Linked DNA regions of Sus scrofa: region 2 is linked to region 1. A link is a contact called in public promoter capture Hi-C data. All regions are on one chromosome and are shown on one strand. The core of a region is the stretch at or near the end of the contact, and the rest is flanking DNA. Distances in the headings are between cores, read along the strand shown. Region 1 holds the start of IDS (iduronate 2-sulfatase). Region 2 holds the start of MTMR1 (myotubularin-related protein 1).

Region 1 (6,432 bases), core at 2,688-5,187:
GACAGGCAAGAGCTGCCTCCCCAGCCGGGACCCCTTTCGCAGCCTTACCTTGGTGTTTTCATACTTTTCAGAGGAGGGGTGATAAGGCGGAAGAGACCAGCTGTACGGAGAATCATCACTATGATTGGAAGATATTCCTTGGGGGAAAAAGAAAGTCGTGAAATAAAAGCGTGCGGAGTTTTCCACGCCCTCCCCACCCAAAGCGAACGCTTCAGAGACAGTGGGGAAGAGCCTCCCGCTCTCTTTTGGCCTCGGTCTCCTTACCTATAAAACCCAGAGCCCACGGGCCCCACGAAAGCCAGCTCTGTGGGCTGCTTTCTGAGTACCAAGTGCCAGGCCCTGAGGAAGGAACCCGACGGGCTGAGAGCCCCACAGAACACTGTGCACCGCTCCCCCAGCCTCGGAGGGGGGCTGCCAGGCAAAGGGGGGATCAGCGCCCTGCCAGATGCCAAGCAGGTGCCAGACGAGTGGGCTGAGACTCAATCCCCTGCCCTGGGACTCCAGGCTCCGTGCTCGCTCGTGACGCAGAAACCCTCCCCTGAGCTGGGCAGCGGACGGGCTGCCTGGGAAGCCAAGACAGCACCGCAGGACACGAGGCCCGCCTGCCAGCTGTCTGGAGAAGAGGCGCTGTCTAGGCAGGGGAGACCCCAGGCAGGGGGACGTGGGTCCGGTGGGGGTTGGCAGCGAGGGCTTCCAGGAGGCAGCGAGGCTTGTGAGGGACCTGGAGGGAGGTGTGGGCAGAACCAGGAACCAGCATCGCCAGCACAGAGGCCCATGGGAGGGGGGGAGCCAATCCTTGGTTCCCATGCAACCCCAGGCAAATGACTTGACCAAGTGACAACAGTGACAACCCACCTTGCTGGCCGTTGAGGAAAAGATCAGGGCATCAGCCACCACAGTGTCTGGCACATGCCTGGCACTCAATCAGTGGTGGCGGGTGGCCTCCTCAAATAGGCCCTTCCCTGACAGAACCAAGTGCTGAGAACAAAGACCCAGCTGGAAAATGTGCCCCCCCGAGGGCTGCAGGCAAAGCGTTTGTGCTCTGGCTCAGCCACAGTCCCCAGAGCCACCCACACATTCTAACTGGCAGGAGGCAGGAGGCCGGGCGCCATCGCTGGGCTGCCTGCCTTCCTGAAGCCTGATCTCCCTTCGGCTGCATCGCTCCCTCCCCAAAGCCGTCTCTTCCCTCCAGCTGTGCTCAGGCCAGGGGGCCGACATGCGAGCACCACCGACGGCAGAAAGTCCTACTCCCGCGGGCCTTTCGCTGCACAACAAGATTCCGGACAGATTCGCCTTCAAAACTGGGCCCCACCTGGTAGCCCCTCATGATAAGCGCTAGTGGGCGCAGCGCTCGGGCTTTCTACACACTTCCATGCACCCCTGGGAGGCTGCCCTGGGAAGGAAGTCAAGGTCAAGCGCACAGCCAAGAAGTGGCAGAGCCGGGACTGGAACCCAGGGGCCCGAATTCCCGGCACCACTGCCCAGAGCGGTTCAGTTTGCCTCCGGAGCAGCTCATCGCCCCGCTCTGCCAGACAGGGAGGCCTGAAAACCGGGGGAACTAAACCCCAGTACCTCTGCTAGACGACTGTGCTGCCATTAAAAACGATGTTGCACGAAGAGTAACTATGTGGGAAAATGTCTGTTTAAAACACTCACGACATAAAGCTGTATATACGGGAAAAGCTCGAAGCAGAAAAAAATATGCCCAGAACATGGGGACATCAAAACGCCCCCCTCCTCTGTGTGGTGCACGTACATGTAATTTATATTCTTCAATTTATACTTTCCTTCCCCCCCAAACTTTTCATCAAATAATCATGCACTACTTCAAGTTAAAAAAAAAAAGGTTTAAAGTTTGTGCTTCAGCATTCTCATTGTGGCATTAAAGAGAGCCAGCTGACCAGTGCTGAAAGTCAGGGCTGGTGGCCCCTGGCACTTCTAGGGACCCTGGGTCCCAGCTTACCCTCCTCCTTCTGATCTAATTCAGACAGTAGGCAGGCGACCGCCACCAAACTGCAGCCTCTTCGCTGGGCGAGTCAGCATAGCTGCCCTGGTCTCGCCTTACTGCCAGGGAGCCTGGATACAGAGGGTCAGGCGCAGAGCTGGACTCGCAGCCAAGGCCACCACGCCCGTGCCCCCACCAGTGGCCTTCCTTCCAGCCGAGGAGCTAAAGGAACCTGGATTCCGAAGGAAGAAAAGCCCTTCTGCCATTTCTCACTTTGGGTGAGAACACACCGCCAAGCTGAGGAGTATTCTGTACCAAGGTGGCAGTGACTCTCCCCAAGAGGCCCCTGCAAAGACAGCCCCGACCCCAGGAGGGGACCCCAGGACTCAGGCACAAAACAGGACAGAGCCCAGACTCTGCTGGGCAAGTAGTACCAGGGTGAAAGACTTTTCCAACGGACACGGTCACGTAGCCGTTCTGCTTGAAGTACTGCGGGATGGTGGAGAAGTTCCCGGCGTGCGCCCTCCAGTAGGAGTTGAAGTCATACAGGCGGGTCGTGTCCGGTCTCCTCCCGGTGAGAAAGGACACGCGGCTCGGCGCGCACACCGCTTGCTAGTAGGAAGCAGAAGCAGAAGGAAACGTCCTCAGAGGAAAACAAGAGTCTGTGAGCTGAAAGGTAACCAGGCAACCTCCAGGTCCTCAGTGAAGAGCTGGGGTGGCTGCATCAGGCAGCTCTCCAAGCCATCCAGCAGGGTTTGGGCCTCACCCAGATGCCAAAAAGAAAGAAGTCTCCCCAGGCTGGGGGCTGGGGGCGGGGGGCGCCCTCAGCCCCTCACTCCAGCCGATGACTGTGCCCTTCTGCTTGATGGCATCTCCTGGGTACCCAGAGCAGGCAAGGATCCTGGGGGTGGCCACAGGAAGGGACACAGGGAGGAGTGCCACCATGGCAACACTCCCTCCTTAGCACCCAGCAATCCCCCATTTGGGGAGGAAAGCTGGGCAGGACCGGGCTATGGCATGCCACCCTCTACCCAAGGAGAAGCACCGTGAAGGCATAAGCTTCCTTGCCAGTGAATAACCAGGTTCTTCTCAACCACCATTTCCCAGACCATGCTCCCTTCTAATAAAGAGATGCCCGGCACAGTGGGTGCCATCCCCCAACCCTCGGTGCAGGAGGCAGCACACCCACACCTCGAGGTGCGCACACATACCTGGGCAAAGGCATTCTGGAAGAGAAGGCTGTGGGATGCCAGCTGGTCGATGTTTGGAGACCTTACCAGCTTGTCCCCGTAACAGCCCAGGGAGGGGCGCAGGTCATCCACGATGATTAGAAGGACATTCAGAGCATCTGCACTCGAGACAGGGGCTTCAGTGAGATCACCTGCAGCGACACCCAACCCCCACCCGTGGTGGGCGCCGGGGTACCCAGAGGCCCATAGCTGGCCCCAGCCACCTTGACAACTGAGCCAGCCAAGCCAGGGAAGGTGGGGGTAGGTGCACAGAGGAAGCCCCAGTCCTGGGTGGCAGGGTTAGGCTCTGGCCATGGCCTCAAACCAGGACGGCAGAGGGAGAATGAGGGAGGGAGGGAAGTGGGTGGAAGGGAGGTAGGGGAGGGAGAGATGGAAGAAGGAACTGTAGGAAGGAGGGAGCGAAGCGGGTAAGGGAGGACGTGGGCAGGGAAAAAGGGAGGGAGCCCCGCAACGTGGGCGAGGGCGCAGGAGGCACCTGTGGCGACGCTGCCCGGCGCCGCGGATCCGAGGGAGGCGCAGGCAGAGCCCAGGACCAGGCCAAGCCAGAGCAAGCCCCGGCCGGGCGGCAGCATTCTTGCCCCAGCGCGGCCGCTCCGGGACAACGATGACAAGCTTGGGCAGGCGGGCCGGGCCGCCCCCGCCGCCAGCCTCGGGTGGGCAGCCCCAGCGGACCGCGCAAGGCAGCCGCAGCCGCCCGGCGCACAGGCCCGGGCGCTGGCCCGGGCGCGAGTGCGCCTGCGCGAAATCCGGGCCACAGAGGGCGGGGCCGCGGCTCCAGGGCGGGGCCGGCCCCGCCCAGGTGCCCCGCCCACCGTCCGGCCAGGGCGCGCCGCCGCAGCAGGACGGCTCCTTTGCGAGTCTTTCCAGGCGTCTCTGGTTTGAGTTTGCAAGCACTTTTCTGAACCAGCGGTTTCCTGCCTCTTTGCCTTTGCTCCTGCTATGCTTTCTCCTGGGAGCCCTTCCCTTCCCTCATCTCTCTACAAAATTCACATCTTCCTTGCAGACCGGCCCAAAGGCCATTCTCCTTCAATGAGACCCTATGAGAACCTGCCTTCCTCCATCTAAAGGGACCCCTTTTCTATGCACTTGTTCAACAAATACATAATGAGTACCCCAGATACGTATACCAAGCACTGTTGGCGGTTCTGGAGTTCTAAGTCCCCGCCCTGGTGGAGCTCGCCCACAATTAATGACCAAATAAACATTGAATGGCAGTGGGCATGCGTGTTCTGGAGAAAACTAACACAGGAGGTGAGCGGGGCACACGGAGAGTTTCACGCTATTTTCTATGGGGTGGCCAGGCAAGGCCTTGCTCGTAAAGCGACATTCGAACACAAACTTGGAGGTGAGGGAGCAGCCATTGTGGAGAGCATGCTTGGCAGTATTAGCCGATGGCAGAGGCTGGTGTAGCTGGCACGGCTGGCACAGAGGCTGGTGTGGCTGGCGAGGAAACAGGAGATGGGGAGCAGGTAGGCGGTGGGAAGAGCGAGAGTCAGAATTCTCAGGCGAATTCTCAGGCAAGAATCAGTCACCACCGTCTGCCTGGGGCTGAAGATTGGGCAGGAAGTGTGACAATCCCCTCTCCGTCTCTGACTCACCCCTCCCACCCCCTCCGCCTCCTAAAGAAATAAGCTAACACAATACCAGGCCGATTAGAGATCTTACTGCTTTTGCCTGCGGGAATGCAGAAATATTAGTATTGTTATTGGGGGCTTCCTATACCCCAGGCAACATGCTAATTTTCTCCTCACACCAACACTGTGAGCTAAATGCTGCTGTCCTTCCGGTTTTACAGATCCAGAAATTAACACCCCAAGAGGTTAAATCTCCTGATGTGGCACACGTTGGGGGCGTGGAAGCGCAGGGCAGCTCTCCTTGAGAGGCAGGCTCCTTAGCTGATAGCCAGTGCAGAGCGTGGGCCTCGTCTGAGGCCTGCTGCCATTGCCACTGCATCTGCTTTGCTGTTTCCTCGGGTCCCAGAAGGGTGGCGTTGGTGGTGGTGTTCACACCACAGCCTGGCTGCTGTCCCCTCAGGAAGGGCGGTCTCCGCCTGCCCTCCCCAGGCCAGAGCATCCTGAGTCCCGCACGGTTGGCCAGCCCCAGACAAGCACCCAAGCTGCCAGGCTTCAGGTGGCATCTCAGCTGTTCCTCCTCATCCTGACACCTCCCTTGTATGGGTGGCTTTTCCCTCCCCAAAGAATGGCCTTAATGTTTCAGGAAACTCTGAGCCTGACATCAACAAGGACCCCAGTGTCTATTTAGAAAATCACTCTTATTTCCTCTTTCCTTGGCATCACGACAGTTGCCTCCTGCAAGCTTAAGAACTAAGGACCAAATGATAGCAATCTTGTCTTTATCAAAACACCATTAATTAAAAAATAATTCAGTAGGGGATTCCTGTCATGGCTCAGCGGTAATGAACCTGACAAGGATCCATGAGGACGCAGGTTCGATCCCTGGCCTCACTCGGTGGGTTAAGGAGCTGGCGTTGCTGTGGCTGTGGCGTAGGTCGACAGCTGCAGCTCCCATTCGACCTCCAGCCTGGGAACTTCCATATGCCGCAGGTGCAGCCCTAAAAAACAAAAAAATAATAATAATAATTCAGTAAAGCCCAGGGTTGATCAAAGAAGGGAATGAGGCCAAAAGTCGCACACAGTCCCTGCATCTAAAGATGTCTGCTGTTCTCTGGCGGACGCTTCCTGTGCGCCAGCCTGTCCAGTGCGGGCAGGAGGCAGGCAGACTGGTCCTTGCCTCCCCGCCCCCTCCAGCCACCGGGAGGTGGGACAGCAGCAATACCTGATGCCCATCACAGAGGCGGACTTCTGATTTGTCAAAAAGAGAGCCTCTCCAGAGGAAGGCATCGGATGTGAAGACAAATGCACCGGATCCAACACTGATTCAAGCACCCTGTGGCTTGGTGCCGAGGGACTGGGCGGCACGGAGAATTTCTGCACAACAGCCGGGCCTCTAAGGCCAGGTAGGAGAGACCACTCATGAGGGCTATGATGCCCTGGAGCATGCAGGCTCATCTGCGTCTTTCTAGAAGAGTTTAAATTTGAACAAGGGTGAGCACTGGCACTCACCGACAGCCGTGGTGTACACACCCCTAAGGTGAGCCCCCTGAGTCCTGCCCATGTGTAATCCCCTCCCACTGGGTGTGGGTGTGGGTGTGGGTGTGGCTCCGGCCTGTGCTTTTTTTTTTTTTTAAATGGCTGAAACCACAGCACATGGAACTTC
Region 2 (6,432 bases), core at 1,359-3,858, 800 kb after region 1:
GGGGACGACGTCCCTGGGGCGGGACTTCAAGAGCTGTGTTTGGATGCTCCGTTAAGGCGTCAAAACCTAGTGGCTTAAAACAACAATTTATCAGTTCTCAAAAATCTCTCAGCCAAAGGAATACATCTCTAGGTTCACATTGAGTTGGCTGGGCCGCTGGAATGGCCTCACTTCCTGCTGGCTGGGGAAGGTGGCGGGGGCCTTTCTGCGTGGCTGGTGGGGCTTCCTCACAGCCTGCAGCTGGGTTCCAAGAAAGACGAATCCCCGAAGCCAAGGTAGAAGTTGCAAGTCCCTTAAGGGCTGGCCCTGGAAGTTACCTAGCATCCTTCTCGCACACTCTACTGGTCAAGAGGAGCCACACGGCCAGTCCACACACAAAGGGAGGGGACACAGAGCACACCTTTGGATGTGGGCATGGCAAGATCCTATTGCAAAAGAGCATGTGGGAGAGGGATGTCCTTTCGGCGGTCTTTGGAGGCTCAGTCTACCCCCCGGAGGGGCTATATGGTAATAGGTCTTGGGGTGCAGTGAGCCAGCAGGCATCAGAATCCCGAACCAAGTCCAAACGTCTTAGTCCAGCGCCAGGTGCTTTATGGCCTGGCCCTGCTGGCCTCTGCTCCACCTTCTCACTAATCTTGAGCTGCAACACTCAGTTTCTTGGGGTTCCCTCGCACATAACAAGCCGTGTAACTGGCGCCGCAGATTTGTCCAAAACGGTTCCTTCCGCCCAGAACAACGTGGCTTCCTCACCCGATCCAAGCCTTCCTCTCCCCTTAGGATTCAACGTTGTGTCACCATTTCTAGGACGTCTTCCTAACCCCCTCTTCTCCCACGGCTTGGGGCTGGGCGTTCCCAGGGCCCTGAGCCCCCGCGGTGTCATTGCTAATCTGTCTCCTTCCCTCCGCGGTGAACCTCTTGGGCGGGCACGCGTCAGAGTCTGTCTCTGTTCCATTAGCCCAAAGTTTGCTGAGGGAATCGCAAGTGTAATAGTGTCACAGTGAATTCCTCTTTGGCCTAAATCCTCCTTGAAGAGAATGGGACTTAAAACATGCTGACAATGCCAGCATGTTCTTTCTGGCAAAGCTCAGGGCGCTTAGGATGCCCGCGGCTCCTTCTAACAACGTGCTGGACCAAAAGTGGGTGTCTCCGCACAGACCGCCTCAACGAAATACCACAGACCGGCGGGCTTAAACAACAGACTTTTATTTTCTCCCAGTTCTGGAGGCTGGCAAGTCCAAGAGCAAGGTGCTGGCAGGGTTCGGTGCTGTGAGAGCCCTCCTCCTGGCTTGCAGACAGCTGCCTTCTCGCCGCGTCCTCACATGGCCTTTCCTTACAAGGGCACGAAGCCCATCATTTCGGGGTCCTAGCCTTATGAGCTAATCACCTCCCAAAGGAGTCACGTCCAAATACCTCTCAATGCCAATTCGAAGGTTAGGGCTTCAACATCTAAAGCTTGAGGAGGTGGGGCAGAGACACAAACATTCTACAGCAGTGGGTTACACATTCGATTTCATAAGTTTTGGAAAACCAGAAGCCTGCAAGACGTGGGACTCCAGTGTGTCTGGGGCTCTTCCCCTCCCTCCTTCCTTCCTTCCTTCCAGCTCTCCTCACCCTGTCACCCTTGCATCCCAGACTCTCCCCCTCCCCGGCGTTATGATGGCCTCTGGGGCTTCAGGCATCAAGTCCTCACAGTTCAGGTGGAAGTTAGGAAGCCGGGAGGGTACGATGGCTTTGGAATGAGAACTAGTAACTCCTTGTCTACAGATCTGCCTTTTATCAGAAAGCGAACTATTCCCTTTATATTTCACTGGCCAGACTCGGGTTAAAGGTCGGCTGTCCATACCCAGGGCAACCACAGGCGAAGGGGCGTAGTTGCCACTCCCATCCACGTCCCCAACTAAATCAGGGGTGAGTTGAGAGTGCCTGAGCGGTTGCATAGGCAAACCCCAACAAAGTGAGCGGGGAAAGAAATATGATCCCGGAACCAAGTGGCCTAAATGCCTTTGTCGTCAGATATTGCCTTGCTTTTCACAGTGGTGACCCAGCCCACGGAAATTAAATGTTATTCTTAATATGAACCAAGGGCGGAAGTCTGAGGGCGGCATCAGAAGCCTTGGTTGCCCTAAAGACCGCAGGGAGGTGGGTTCGTGGGAGCGTGGGGAGTAGAACGGAGTGGGAGGGATTGCTGAACCGTAAGGGATTGCTCTGGGTGGGAGATGTTACGATCAGGGACGCCCAGGGAGGCTGGGCTTCTCGCACCCCACACCTTTTCTGGGAAGGACGGACAACTGAGGGAAAACTAGTCATTTTCAATCTTTGCATTTCCCTAAACTTTTTTTTTTTTAAACCCTGCATCTCTATAGACAATCTGGTAGCTTCCTGAGCAAAGCACGTTCTGCATATTCCGTTTGTTTGTCGATTTCGATCCCTTTGTCGACCCCAAGTGGCTGGGAACCTGCCGCACATCCCCCGCCCGCGGGCCTTTGCCCAGGTGGGGCTCGGGCGGGGCGGGGCGGGGCGGGGCGGGAGGGGGGACCCGGCTCCGCGCCGCGCACCGCCCCCCGCCCCCGCCCCCGCGCGCGCGGCCTTGTGGGTAACGCGGGGCCGCCAGGTGACAGCTAATGGCGGCGGCTGCCTGAGCCGGGCGAGCGGCAGATCGCGGCCGCGGGAGGCGCGCGGCGGGACCTTCCGGGGCGCCGCTCCCCTCCCGACTGCGGCTTCCCGGCGGCGGCGGCGGCGGCGGCGCCGGGCGGGGCGCGCCATGGACAGGCCGGCGGCGGCGGCGGCGGCGGCGGCAGCGGCAGCGGCAGCGGGCGGCGAGGGCGGCGGGGGCCTGGGCCCGGGGCCGGCGGGCGGCAGGAGGCCCCTCGGGTCGCGGGGGGCCCCGCCGCCGGCTCCCGGCAGCCCAGCGTGGAGACCCTGGACAGGTAAGCAGGGCCCCGGCCGCCCCGGCTTCCCGCGCCCCGACTCCCTAGGGCCCCGCGCGAGGCCCGGCCGCCCCCTCCCCGCGCGCCAGGCCGAGGCCGAGGCCGAGCGGGGGCGTCCCCCTGCCGCGTCCCCTCCAGTCCCTCCCGAGCCCCGCGAACCCCCGCCCGGTGCCCGGGCCCCGCATCTGGCTCCCTCCCGCGTCGCGCCGGGCACCCCGAGGGGCTTCGCAGCTGTCAAACGGTGCCCCGCGCCCCCTCCTACTGCCCCTTGTAGCCTCCTCAGCGGCCTCCGGCCCGGCCCCGAATCGTTTGGGAGGAGGTCTCACCCCGGCTCCCCCCTTTTGGCGTGTGTCCTGGCCTGTGTGGTCTGGAGATGCAAACCCCGCCGCTGCTTGGGGTCCCCACTGTGGGCGTGGGGAGGGGGCGCTGGGGGGGGGGCGGAACCCCGCCGGTGCCGGAGCTGGTGCAGGTGGAGGCCAAGGTACCCTTCTTTGAAAAGCTGCGATGGAAAAGTTTGAGACCGCTGCGATGCGAGAACACACCGCGGTTTACTTTCAGTTCCTCACACTTTGAAGGAACTGGTTCATTGTTTTCACGAACACGTAAAGCCCAGAGGACTGAGAACTGAGATCCAGCAGTTCGAAGCGTAAAGGGACCATATCCGACTGGGAAGGCCCCCCTGCCGCTCCGAGGACGAGGGATGGGTGATCCCACAGCCTAGACTATGCAGCTTTCCCACACCTTGGCCGTTTCGCTGACGCTAGAGTGGAATTAGGCAAGGGACACTGTTGTGACAGCCTCGGGTCAGTTCGAGGTGTTGATTCCTGCTTGCCTTAGTCATACCAATGGGGTGAACTTTCGGGAGTTTCCAGAGGCACAGGAGCAACAAGAAACACTCCCTTTGTTTCGACCTTTGTGTAATTCCAGTGTGTTTGAATAAGGTACCTACCCAAGTGGTCAGCTTTGCTGAAAATCAGTCACAGCTAAGACAGCGCATGGAATGGCCAGGATTTCACTCGGATGAAAGTGATACTGGGCGATGTATGGGGGCTTGGGGACTCGCAGGCTTTTGCTCTCTGGCTTAGCATCTAGTGGAGCAATGGGAACCAAATGTGGTCGGAGCCAGGGTGGAGGTTTGCTCTGGATGCGGTTGCGTGGGAATCACCTGAGACGCTTTTGAAGAACTCCGGGTGGCCAGAGCCCGCTCCTGGGGCTTCTGCTTCAGGAGGCTGGGGTGAGGGCCAGGAGTTAGACGTTTTCAGAAAGGCCCCACAGCCTCCGCTGGGATCCACTGCACTGTGGTACATACATGGAGGTGGCGTACTTGCTTTATTTTGTGGAAGTGGGGGGGTTTGGGGGGCAGGGGATATTTTTTGGCCCCTGGAGGCAGGGGCTAGATCCCGAAGGGGCCTGTGTGCCTGCCAAGGATTTGTGTCTTTGTCTCCTGGGCCCATACTTCTCGCAAGGCTCTTTATAACCAGCCTAAATGTCAGCTGCCCCCTCTGGGGTGGAGCCTGAAATTCCGCATTTTTGACAACCACCTTAGCTCCAAGGGTGGGCCATGTAGTCTCCTCGGCCCAGGATGGTCCTGGTTTACTGGTTGGGCCAGCGTAATATCAATAGCGTCCTTCTGCCACTCACAATAGTGTCTTGGTTTGGATGAGAAATTATACATATGGTTGCCCTGGCTGTGGGGGCCACCAGAGGCTTTGCAGCGGGTGAGCTACAGGATAGGGTAGGCGCTGGAGGACCATTCCACGCAGTAGTGTTGCTTAGGGCCTGAAGGTGGGGAGGTCTCATTGAATTAGGTTAAGAAAGTTCTACAAATGCTCATCTCTCAGTCATTTATTCTGCTCTCTGTCAGGCACTGTGTTGGGCCTGAGGATACAGCAGGGAACATGCACGCCCGGATCCCTGCCCTCGTGGAGCAGCTGTTTAGTGGGAGAGAGACAAAAAAAACCCCGAGTCAGATGAGTTCCGTGTGAGATGGTGATGGGTGCCAGGGGAGAGAGGCAGCCGGGAGGGGATGGGAGAGCTGGGTGCGCACCCTGGCGGGGGCTGGGCATTTTGTGCAGGGTGGTCAGGTGAAGCCTCGCTGAGACTGTGGCGTTGCGGTGAAGAGGTGGGGGCTCAAGTCTGCGCATACACCAGGCAGAGGCCGTGCGCTCTGGGCTGGGGGTGGGAGCCGAGTGGTCCAGGATCTGCCAGGAGACCACGGGCACCGGCTGGCGAGAGAACAGTAGGGGACAAGGTCAGAGAGGTCACAGGGGCAGCCGTGGGGGCGTGGAGCAGGGGAGGGACAGTCTGCTGTAGATTCCGGTCAGCTCTCCATGGCTGCTGTGGGGGCGACAGACCCGCAGGGCCAGGAGTGGAACCAGACTGTTTGGCAGCTCAGAGGCTTCTGCGCTCCTCAGAGCCAGAGGGGATGGAGGCTTAGACCCGAGCCGTGGGCAGAGTCGAGCTGTAATTGGAAGAGCCTGCAGGGCAGAGCCAGTAGGGTTCGCCGAAGGCTGCTGGTTGGGGAGAAGAGAAGAGTCAGGGACGAGCCCGGCGACGTGGCAGATGGAGAAGCCCCCAACTGGAGCAGGGTTAGGGCGGTAGGAGGCTCTCAGCCTGGACGTGTCAGTCAGTTGGATGTCCCAGAGCCGACGTCAAAGCGGCGGTTGGTCGGAGTGGTGTCCGGGCTGGGGACTGGACTTGGGAGGCCTGGGCGCAGAGCTGGGGTTTGAGTTCCCGAGGCAGGAGAACACACCGATGCCGATGCCGGGCGTGGGCTGGGCATGGGCAGGGGGTGTTCTCAGATACTTAGCACAGCAGAGCGAGGAGACTTGGCGAGCATTCAGACGTGAGAGCCAAGCAGGCGTGGCCTCCAGGGTCAGCCCAAGCTTTGGGGACTGGGGTGACCCGGCAAGGCTGGGCTTTTCCCTGACTTGGGGAACATGGGGTGTGCGTGGAGGAGCAGGTTGCAGGCAGGGCGGCTGACGCTGGTTTGGACAGGTGGAGCTGGCAGGGTCTCAGGGACCAGCTAGGGGAGGTGTCTTGTAGGGTCGGGAGAGTCCAGGCTGGAGAATAAAGCTGGGAGCCCCCAGCCTCAAGTGGTTGTTGACGGCAGGCGCGTGGAGGGAGGCGGCCGGGACTAGGGAGAGGGAGGATGGGAAACGCGCCAAGCCCTGGTTCCCATCTTTCAAGAGCGGCCCTGAGAGAAGAAGCTGGCTCCATGGGACGTGGCTCACCCGTGCCCCCGACTGTGGGCCCTCCCACCTCTTCTGAATAGTGTACTTCTCTTAATGCTGTCAGGGCTGCGGGCCCGCGAGAGGATGTGGCTTGCTCAAGGTCACGGAGCTAGCTGGTGACAGAAACAGGACCCGGATCCAGGCCTTCTGTCTACCAGCCCACCACACCACACTGTTTATAGCTCTGTTGGCCGGGATGCTTCTGGTTGCAGGTACCGAAACCACACCACCATTCTAGCTCAAGTCAGAAAGGAAGTGTCTGGGCTCCCATC

Evidence for each region. Promoter capture Hi-C pulls out the DNA fragments that hold promoters and counts their contacts.
Region 2: a contact with region 1 is called in a promoter capture Hi-C map of fetal skeletal muscle, with 4 times the contacts expected there. The contact joins the promoter of MTMR1 here to the promoter of IDS in region 1. A contact is called at or near these places in 1 of 5 promoter capture datasets (fetal skeletal muscle) and 1 of 2 datasets of contacts at active chromatin or transcription factors (alveolar macrophages).

Annotation. Positions count from the first base shown.
Region 1 is chrX:121,592,588-121,599,019 of Sscrofa11.1, forward strand. It overlaps IDS (iduronate 2-sulfatase), which reads right to left and starts at 3,938. Exons shown (of 9, transcript XM_021080477.1): 1 at 3,671-3,938; 2 at 3,157-3,293; 3 at 2,380-2,557; 4 at 49-137. The coding sequence starts at 3,767.
Region 2 is chrX:122,392,160-122,398,591 of Sscrofa11.1, forward strand. It overlaps MTMR1 (myotubularin-related protein 1), which reads left to right and starts at 2,609. Exons shown (of 17, transcript XM_013991042.2): 1 at 2,609-2,861; 2 at 2,864-2,927. The coding sequence starts at 2,762.